Linked DNA regions of Sus scrofa: all the other regions are linked to region 1. A link is a contact called in public HiChIP or PLAC-seq and promoter capture Hi-C data. All regions are on one chromosome and are shown on one strand. Each heading gives the region's core, a stretch centred on a gene start, on an enhancer-like site or on the middle of the called end of the contact. The rest is flanking DNA. Distances are from core to core; before and after follow the strand shown. Region 1 holds the start of OTULIN (ubiquitin thioesterase otulin). Region 2 overlaps TRIO (triple functional domain protein). Region 3 overlaps TRIO (triple functional domain protein).

Region 1 (2,917 bases), core at 162-2,661:
ACCTCTGCCTTCATCTTCCCATGTCCTCACTCCTGTTTCTATGTATCTCGGCATTTTCTCTTATATAAAGATACCAGACATTGATTTTCACCCAATCTAATCCAATCTGACCTAATTTTAACTGATTGCATCCTCAAAGAACCTATTTCCAAATAAGGTCACAGTGAGTTTCCAGTTGGAATGAATTTTAGGGTACACTAGTCATCCGCTATAATCCCACACCCTTACTATCAATACAAAATTTAACTGCATAGTCTTTTGTATGCTATGCATTTTTAAAGCATGTGTATTTATCACTCTCAAAATGAAAGGGTAAAACCCACCATAGTTCTTTGCCTTAAAATGCAAGGATTCTTTACATCCAGTTTCTCCCTTTGATGCCCATTAGCACTTAGTCTCCCTAACACTGGTCCGTCTTGCTCTTTCCCAATCTTTTCTCTAACTGTAGTGATCTTTCAAGGAAGATCAAGGTCTTTAATTAACTGCAGGTGACTTTTTGAGATCTGGTCTCCAGCACCCTTCTCCCAGTTTCATCTTTCAATAAAATACCCTGTTTTGAACCAGTTTTGCCCCAGAGCTACTTGTAGGTTTCTGGATTGCCCATACCAATCCCTTCCCCATTATTTGGTCCTGAGCTCTTTGCTTTAGTAACACTTCTAGCACTTTCGACTGCTGCCCATCTTTAGCGGCTACTCTATTTCCTCCCTAAAGCTGAAACATTTTGTCTTCTGATGTCTGAAGTCTGCTAGTATTTTTCCTTTGCTGTTGCTCCTTCCTAAATCAAATTTCAAATTTTATTTTAAAGAACGTGGTCCAAGAATACACACTGTGCTGTGCTGGCTCACCTGCTGTGTCGAACCATGTCGCCCTTCTCACCCTCACGGAAGGAAGGGGCTGTAACTCCCTGCCCTGGGGCGACAAGCCCGACCCCACACCAGAAGCCTCCGGTCTCTGAGCTCGGGGCGGGTGGTGACGGGACAGCCACGGAGGGAGGCCTAGCAAGTTGCATATCACCCACCCGGGCACATCCCTTGCTCTTTAGCTGAGGAAGCCAGCCAGCGGAGGGAGAAACTCGGAAGCCCAGAGCGACACTGTAAGGTGCCCCCAAACGTCAGCGCCCTTCGCACCCCAGGCCGGACTTCTTCCTCACCGAAGAGGTAGCCCACCGCTCGTCCAGTCCCTTTTCGCTTCCTCACACCCCAGGACTCGAGGACAAGCAGCGGACGGGACTGTCAGCGCGACGAACGCGCGCCGAGAAGCCCGGGCGGCCAGCGGCGTGCGGAGGCGGAGCAAGCGCAGAAAAAGCCTCGCGTGGGCGGTCCTGGCCGCAGGCCGCTAGGCGGGCGCAAGCGCATGCGCAGGCGCCTCGTCGCCGGGCTCCCCGCCGCCTCTGGCCGCGCCCCCTCGCCGCGGGTTAGAGGCCACGGGGCGGGAGGTGGTGACGCGCGCGGAAGCGGCCGGTGCACCCACCCGAGCCCGCGGGCAGCAGGGCGGCAGCGGCCACGGCCGGGCGCCCCGAAGGGTGGGGCCCCGGGTCGCTCGAGAGCGGCTGAACCCCCGCGGCGCCGCCGGCGGCCCCATGCGTCGGGGGACCATGCCTCAGCCCGGAGCGTGGCCGGGCGCGAGCTGTGCCGAGAAGCCGGCGTGGGAGGCGGGGGCCGCGGCACCGGAGGGCGGGAAGGCGGCAGCCGGCGGGCCGCCGCGGGCCGCGATGCGGTGCGCAGCCGAGCAGTGAGTGAGGGGCGCGGGCTGGGGCCGGCTGGACGGGCGGGGGCGCCGGGCTCCGTCCCGTAGGGGAGGCTGTGGGTGGGCGGGAGAGTAGCCAGGGGGAGGCTTCTTCGCACCTTGTTTTCTAAGTAAGGTCATGGGCGACGAGGAATTTGAAGCCCCTTGTATCGTGTCTGAGTACAAAAGTTTTTCCGGAGGGCGCTTCTTAAAATCCAGGTTATCCGGTGCCTCCATCCCCTTTTTTGATCCCTCTATAGCTTTTAAAGCTAAAGAACGCTCCAGAGTCTTGGGGAACAAACTTCAGAAGCATATTACAGCTCCCTTCCATGAGATCTCTTCTCCAGCCTGGTGCGGGAAGGAAGTAAGGTTGTCCCTGTCACAGCCACGGGGAAGCTGAGCCAGGCGACATGTTTGTTCTTGGAAGGCAAGTCGCGGCTTGATGAGCGTCCCACCTGTTGGACAGACTTTGGACGGAGGCTGACCCAATTGTTTTGCCTGTTAGCTGCTTAACTAGGTGTCTCCAACCCCCTATATTTTTAAATACCAAAGGCAGTGCTGGTTAGATCAATTATTTATTGAACCGTAAAGAAGGCAGTGTAAATCAAAGGAGTTTAGAGTTTCTGCAAAGATCTGGGGGTTGGGGGCGGGGGTTGGAAGCAAAATTTAAAGTAGAAGACCGAAACTTTACTGCACTTTCAAGTTCTGGTCACATATAAATGCCTTTGGAATTCCAAAAATGACGGAAGCTCTCAAATAAGCAGTTTGACAGATACCTTAATTGGCCAAAAAGTGCCCTAAAAGTGTGCCATTTCCTAAAAAGGGGTGGGGGGCTGTTATTGCAGATAATGTATTAAAATAATTCTTGCTTGCCTGGTTCTTTACTGTGGGGTTTGGCATTCTCATTTCTTGAATACCCACACCCCTTGGGATAATAATATGTGCACTAAGTGGGTAAACAACCCACTGAGAAAGATTTAGAGCAGGAGGTCTTAAATTCCTGCTCACAGGAGCTAAGCAGATAACCTGAGTGAGTGAGTGAAGCTGGCCAGGTGTAGAACATGGATTCCTGGGGAGCTGGGTTTGTTGGGGCCAAGGTCGGCTAAGTTCCAGCTTATAATTGCCAGATATCCTATGTTTGAAGAATCCAGATATTCTAACTTTTATTGGAAATGTCCTGATTTTTAAATAG
Region 2 (2,917 bases), core at 252-2,751, 230 kb before region 1:
GTGCTGGAGCCACAGGGTGAGAAACCCCCAGCCCTGGCTCTGCTTCAGATATTGTCACCCACTGGGTTCGGACAAAAAGCAAAACGATGAAACATGGTTTCTCCAGAAAACATTAAAAGTAATTAAAGTCTGTTGTGTGTGGCAGTTGTTAGAGTTTGCCTGCCTATGACCAGAGATGAGTATTGCATTCTTTGGGGTGAGACATAGCAATTGAGTCATTTTCAGTCACTGAGAGAATTCAGGCAAAAGGACCCTGGTTTGATTCTGCTAATTGTGCACTTGGGTCACGGAGTTCCCCCGGCAGCCCTTTCAGAAGGACCAGGGTGGTCTTGGAGGAGGCGTTTGGTTATAGTATCTGTGGTCCGTGCTTCAGTTAAGTCCATTTCATGCTTTTTAGTCACCACATTTAAATTTTTTTAAGGTGAAAAGCAGAAAAATTGGGAAAACTCTCTTCTGATAAGAATGTCACAAGTTAATGTGAGTCATAGAAATTGAGATTTTTCATAAACTTTAATCCTAAACTAAATGTGTGTTGTAAAGAGCCCACAATAGAAAGTCCATAAAATATATAGACTTGGAAATGATCATTTGAAAACTTTCACAAAATATGGTTGGAAAGGAAAAGTGAATTTTTAAACTAGATAAATGGAATGGTAACTCTTTCAGTGTAGTAATGAAATTGTGTCACTGTGGGTAGAAATGTCACTGACAATAAATAAGACCTGTTAATGATGTATATTATCTGAACTTTCTCTCATTAGGAGTTTAATTCTTTATAAAAGGCTGTAATGACTTGCATTGCATCTTCAAAATAGTTATGTCTTTTATACCAAAAAATGTTTTTGTTGTTGTTGTTATTAATTAACAAGCCTGGTTTTAAAGACAAGCTTTGGACTAAGTTTAAAATATTCAAATGTGCACATTGAGACAGAAATCCATGGGCTGTCTCTTTTCTGGACTAGAAAATGTTCATTTAGTTCTCCCCTTCAGAGATTTGTGCAGGGGATTCTTATGGAAAGGCCAGTTGATTCTTTGGGGTAAAGCCAAGAAGATAAGTTTTTTTATTTGTTTGTTTAATGATAATTCTCGCACTGTTTGAAATCAGATTCTTCTGATACTAGATTTTGTTATTAAGTTCTCTAAAGCCTTTGAAAAAAAGCATGTTGACTGAGTATGTGATTCTTTGTCAGCACAGCCTTGATTTTTATTTCTCAGACTCTGTCAGGAGCACAGATGTTTCCAATAGTTTTGATTACTCTGTAAGGGGCTGAAAACTCAGAGCCAGAAAGAAAGTCTGGCTTCGATCCTCCGGGCAGCCCCCTTCTCCCTTCCCACCCTTCCCCCATCCGCAGACTATCACGTGGCTTTGAGCAAGTCTGAAAAATGCCTAAAACTGGAGAAGGCGAGCAGCACGGGCTGGCGATGAGGCAGTGTGTCTTACATAGAACTTCCCACTGCGGGGGTGGTGACACCCTGGGATCATGCTCACAGTCAGGCCCGGTGGACGAGTGGCCGCCTGGGAGAGCTCTGGCCAAGGGCGGGGTTCGTAGGAAGTGGGGGCCTGAGGGGCCTGTCCCCGGGTCACATTTCTCCTTTTCGCTACAGGGATTAACCACTTCCATAACTGGGGTTTTACGGGGAAAATTCTTCTCGAGGCTGGGCCTCTGCCGTTAACATTTTCACATCAGCATCTTCGATTGTTCATGGACAAATGTGAGACTCAGCATGGCTTTTCCACAGAGAAATTTATAAAATCTAGAAGGGGATTAATCATTTGTGAAAAATGTCCTTTGTGGCCTCGTAAAGACAATTCTTTTTGATGGGGGAGTTTTGCATTGTTTTGCTTTCTGTGGTTGTCTAGTGCACATGTCTATCTTACTCTGAGAGCTAAGCTCTCTCTGGAAAGACAGGCTGTTAGAACAGGAGGGCAGAGAAGAGCATGAGGGGGCCAGAGGGCCGGCCAGCAGCCTCGAGCACAGGCAGGCGGCCAAGGACACTGCGGGGCCAGGAGCTGCAGCAGGTGGCACAGCTCCCAGTCCTCCTCCAGGGGGTAGGCCTGGTGGCCTCCCTGGAAGAGGGTGCTTCTCAGCAGGAGGCCTGCCATCCCTTCCTTCCACCCACCACAGCCGGTCATCCATCTTCTGTTCTCGTGGGGCCTCTGCCAAAGCCCAGATGGTGACAGAAAACCAGGCACATCCCATGCTGAACACAATGCTTGTTCCCAGGTCACAGGAGAAGCCCATGTTTTGGTTTGGTTTTCCAACAGGGCCTTCATTTTTAGAGCAAACCTTTTTTACCTTTTTCACTCCAGCCAGTATTTTCCCACTAGCTGGTACGAAGTGCTGCGTGAGGTGGCCTCAAGGAAAGCCTGCCCTTCACCAGTTCCCCCTACAGGCCACGTGCTGGCCCTTGTTGGCACAGGGGGCTCAGTGGTGATTGAGACAACCCAGCCAGTCCCTCACACTTCGGGCAGGGACAGTCACAGAAGGATGGCACACACCTGCCGAGGGCAGACACGTATACACACACAAGACCCAGTTCACGTCAGAATTGAGACACAGTTTGTTTAAGGACAGAGTGCTAGATGGTAGACGGAGGAGCAGCTTCTCAGGGGAGTGGCAGGACCTGGACTAGAGAAACTGGGGAGGCAGGCCTCTGAGCAAAAGGGGTGACGTGAACACAGGGTGTGTGGGCCACTGCAGCAGGAGGTCACGGCCACCTCGAGCTGTGGAGCATGTGCGGCGTAGCTGCGCGTGCCTGGAAGGTGGGCTGGAACCCTAGAGCGGGGAAGTCTGAGGCCCGCATAAGGAATTTGTGCCTGAGGTTCTTGAGTAGGAGGATGGCGAATTTGAGCAGGAGGACCAGTGTTTTAAAAAGGTGACTCTGGCGGTGGTGTCCAGGTGGTCTGGAAGGAGAG
Region 3 (2,917 bases), core at 111-2,610, 160 kb before region 1:
CTCCTCTGCAGCTTCGAGCCAGGCAGAGGCAGACAAGATGTCAGGTATGTCCACTCCCGGCCGGTCACTGCCTCCTCCCAGCAGCAGCCCTGCCCCGGAGGCCGGCCCTGGCCAGCCGGGCAGGCCCCCAGCCAGCGGAGAGCCCGAAGGTCCTGAGCCAGAAACGGAACCGATCCCCAAGATGAAGGTGATGGAGAGCCCCCGGAAGTCCTCCAGGAGTGCTGCGGGTGCCCATCAGGATGGAGCCACCAAGGAGGCGCCGGCAGCCCCAGACGACAGCCGCTCACGGAGCAGCCTGGGCTCCCTGCCGCTGGGCAAGCCCAGGCCCGGGGCCATCTCACCTCTGAACTCTCCTCTGGCCACCGCGTTCCCCTCTCCGTTCGGCAAGGAGCCCTTGCCCCCCAGCAGCCCCCTGCAGAAGGGGGGCTCCTTCTGGAGCTCCATCCCTGCCTCCCCCGCCAGCCGGCCGGGCTCCTTCACCTTCCCGGGGGACAGTGACTCCCTCCAGCGGCAGGCGCACCGCCACGCGGCCCCCGGCAAGGACACGGACCGCATGAGCACGTGCTCCTCGGCCAGCGAGCAGTCCGTGCAGTCCACCCAGAGCAACGGGGTAAGAGCGCCCAGCCGCCTCCGCCCGCCCGCCCCACTGCCTCTGTCCCGCGGCTCTTCTAAACCTCCCGCGTCGTCGCCGCTGTCCTCGTACTAATCCGGTCTCTGGGCTGTTGCGCCACAGTCATCCGCTCCTCCGGCCTCTCTCACTGACCACGCGGACACGCGGGACGCCTGCTAACCCTTCCTGCTCCGGCGGACGGCGTGCTCTCGGCTCTACTAACTCGCTCCTTGCTTTGTGTCTCCTTAATATGGCAAAGCAGATCCTTAACCTTCCGAATGCAGCGTCTTTAAGCGTTTTTCATTTTCCGACCAGCAGACTATCTTGGAACTTCCTCTCACGCCCCTGCCTTCCTCACACACTCTTTTTGGAGGGGTCAGTGTCCCTGCTCTCTGCCTCCTGTGTAAACTGAAACCTGTCCACTCTAAGCTTTCTGCTCATCGCTTGGTTGTGCTCTTTTATGCCTTAAATTAATCTTGGCAGCGTTTTTGACTCATCTGCTGAAAAAAAAAATCCCTCAAGAAATTTCCACCAGCAACTCAAAGCAAACAAAGCTGACCAAATAGGGGGAAGGAATCTCTCCAGTGGAAATATTTGTCCCCCTGCCCCCCAAGTTTCACTGTGGAAGAGAGAGACTGCTTTAGGGCCTCTGGATGTTGGGCTCTGCCGGCGGCTGGGAGCGGAGGCGCAGGCAGGCTGGATTCGGAGCGTCCGCGTTCTGGCCAGCAGGGGGCGCAGTGCGGGCTGCGGGTGCTGTGGGGCATCGCCTGGCACTGTGGTGTTCTCAGCAGAAGGGTTGCTGTGGTCGGTTTTTACCCCATCCTGTGGCTTCCTCACTCTCCTGCCCGGCAGATGATCTGACCCATAACACCTTCCTAAAGGCATGTGTGAGGGGATAGAACTGTTCTAATGAGTGTATGTTTGATCGATTTATAAATTTTTAAATACATTTCCCTAAAAGGGTCTGTGTCTCTCTTTATACAAAAAAAGAAAAAGAAAGAAATTTGGCTTTTGCATGTCTCTCTCTTTCCTCTGGACTTCTGATAATGTCTTGTTTGGGTTGACTTGTCCTTATTCTCTCCTCCTGTTTTTTATGTATTTTGTTAACCTCAACCTTTATATCTAATTGAGGAAGAAATCAAGAAAAAAGTCTTGGTACATTTATTTACCCTTGAGTCTTATTCTCAAAAGTAAGTGGTCAGGGCAGGCATTCTCTGCAGTGGCTCTGGCCAGTGTCGTCGTCGTCGTCATCACCACGGTGCCTTACTGTGTCTTGCAGAGTAGCCTGAACCCACACCTCCTGTTAGTTCTGAAATGCTAGGTGTACAGGTAAGCATTAGAATGCGGGTTCAGCTGAAGGAAGATGCGAGGCCCCATGATCCCGTGCCTGCCAGCACCTAGCTGAACGCTCCAAGATCGGTCAGGCAGCGGCCCGTGACCCCATCCCAACCTGGATGGACGGTTTCCCTTTAAGCCCCCAAGGAGCTCTTGGAATCTGTGTTCCAGAAGGAACACCTGACCTGCCCCAGCACAGAGCCGGTGCTGGTCTCCTGTGAGTACACAGCCAGCGCCCCTGCCTGGATCTCCCCAGAGACTAGCACCATTGTGGGCACCACACATTTTGGCAGGTTTTAGATTGCAAAAGTTGCCTCTTATTTCTTCCTCTCACTGTTTCTTATGTGGTAGGTAACCTGTCAAGGGGAATTGCCAGTGTTTTAGATGAATCCCAATGCCTTAAAGAAATGCCCTGGAGGCCTGGGAAGACCACTGGAGGCTTAGGATGGGCCTCGGAAACCATCTGTAGAGCTCTTGAGTATTTCATTTAAAAAGAACTGCTGCCCTACCTGATGCCACCCCCCGGGAGGGCCAGCAGCGGCCTCCTTCCTCCTTGTCTGCTTCCTTGAAGTTGTCTGCGGTCACGGCCAAGAAGGTGTGCCTAACCCACATCCCAGGTCCTTCTTCCTCCTTTAATGGGCACCTTCTAGAAAGTTCTGCTGAGAGCAAGAGTGGAGTGATTGTGGATCAACCCAGACAGTGACTGTGCCAGCCCCACCCGTGGACACACGGCCTCCCTGCACCCACCCACACACCCGGGCAGCAATAAAAGTACAGCCCACCTTTCTTGCAGAGGCCCGGTGGCCTGTGCAAATTTTTAACCTCTACCCACTGGCATTAAATGAGAGATTTTTTAAATGCCTAAGACCGGTACATAGGAGGTTTCCAGAAACTACCAATAGCTGCTATTATTGTGGCAAAATATTCAAATTATGAGACTGATTTTCTTTATTATATATATGCTATATTACC

Evidence for each region. Promoter capture Hi-C pulls out the DNA fragments that hold promoters and counts their contacts. HiChIP or PLAC-seq counts read pairs in DNA pulled down with a chosen protein or histone mark.
Region 2: an H3K27ac HiChIP or PLAC-seq map of alveolar macrophages shows a contact between it and region 1. The contact joins the enhancer-like site here to the promoter of OTULIN in region 1. A contact is called at or near these places in 3 of 5 promoter capture datasets (fetal skeletal muscle and liver), 6 of 47 Hi-C or Micro-C datasets (embryonic fibroblasts, fibroblasts, heart right ventricle and 3 more) and 1 of 2 datasets of contacts at active chromatin or transcription factors (alveolar macrophages).
Region 3: a contact with region 1 is called in a promoter capture Hi-C map of liver, with 3 times the contacts expected there. The contact joins the enhancer-like site here to the promoter of OTULIN in region 1. A contact is called at or near these places in 4 of 5 promoter capture datasets (fetal liver, fetal skeletal muscle and liver), 25 of 47 Hi-C or Micro-C datasets (adipocytes, adipose tissue, alveolar macrophages and 12 more) and 2 of 2 datasets of contacts at active chromatin or transcription factors (alveolar macrophages and skeletal muscle).

Annotation. Positions count from the first base shown.
Region 1 is chr16:4,061,626-4,064,542 of Sscrofa11.1, forward strand. OTULIN (ubiquitin thioesterase otulin) reads left to right here and starts at 1,412. Exons shown (of 7, transcript XM_003133841.4): 1 at 1,412-1,731. The coding sequence starts at 1,580. It overlaps LOC110257250 (a long non-coding RNA gene), which reads right to left and starts at 1,331. Exons shown (of 7, transcript XR_002339614.1): 1 at 846-1,331.
Region 2 is chr16:3,835,935-3,838,851 of Sscrofa11.1, forward strand. All of the region lies in intron 32 of TRIO (triple functional domain protein), which reads left to right. Among named protein-coding and RNA genes, the nearest start is that of FAM105A, 130 kb to the right of the region's middle. Within about 2 kb of position 1,502, at least 28 of the 83 cell types and tissues checked have an H3K27ac peak or open chromatin away from gene starts, as enhancers often do. A contact at or near this core is called in alveolar macrophages, embryonic fibroblasts, fetal skeletal muscle and 2 more, where this site is marked.
Region 3 is chr16:3,904,686-3,907,602 of Sscrofa11.1, forward strand. It overlaps TRIO (triple functional domain protein), which reads left to right. Exons shown (of 56, transcript XM_021077142.1): 47 at 1-610. Among named protein-coding and RNA genes, the nearest start is that of FAM105A, 58 kb to the right of the region's middle. Within about 2 kb of position 1,361, at least 5 of the 83 cell types and tissues checked have an H3K27ac peak or open chromatin away from gene starts, as enhancers often do. A contact at or near this core is called in liver and undifferentiated spermatogonia, where this site is marked.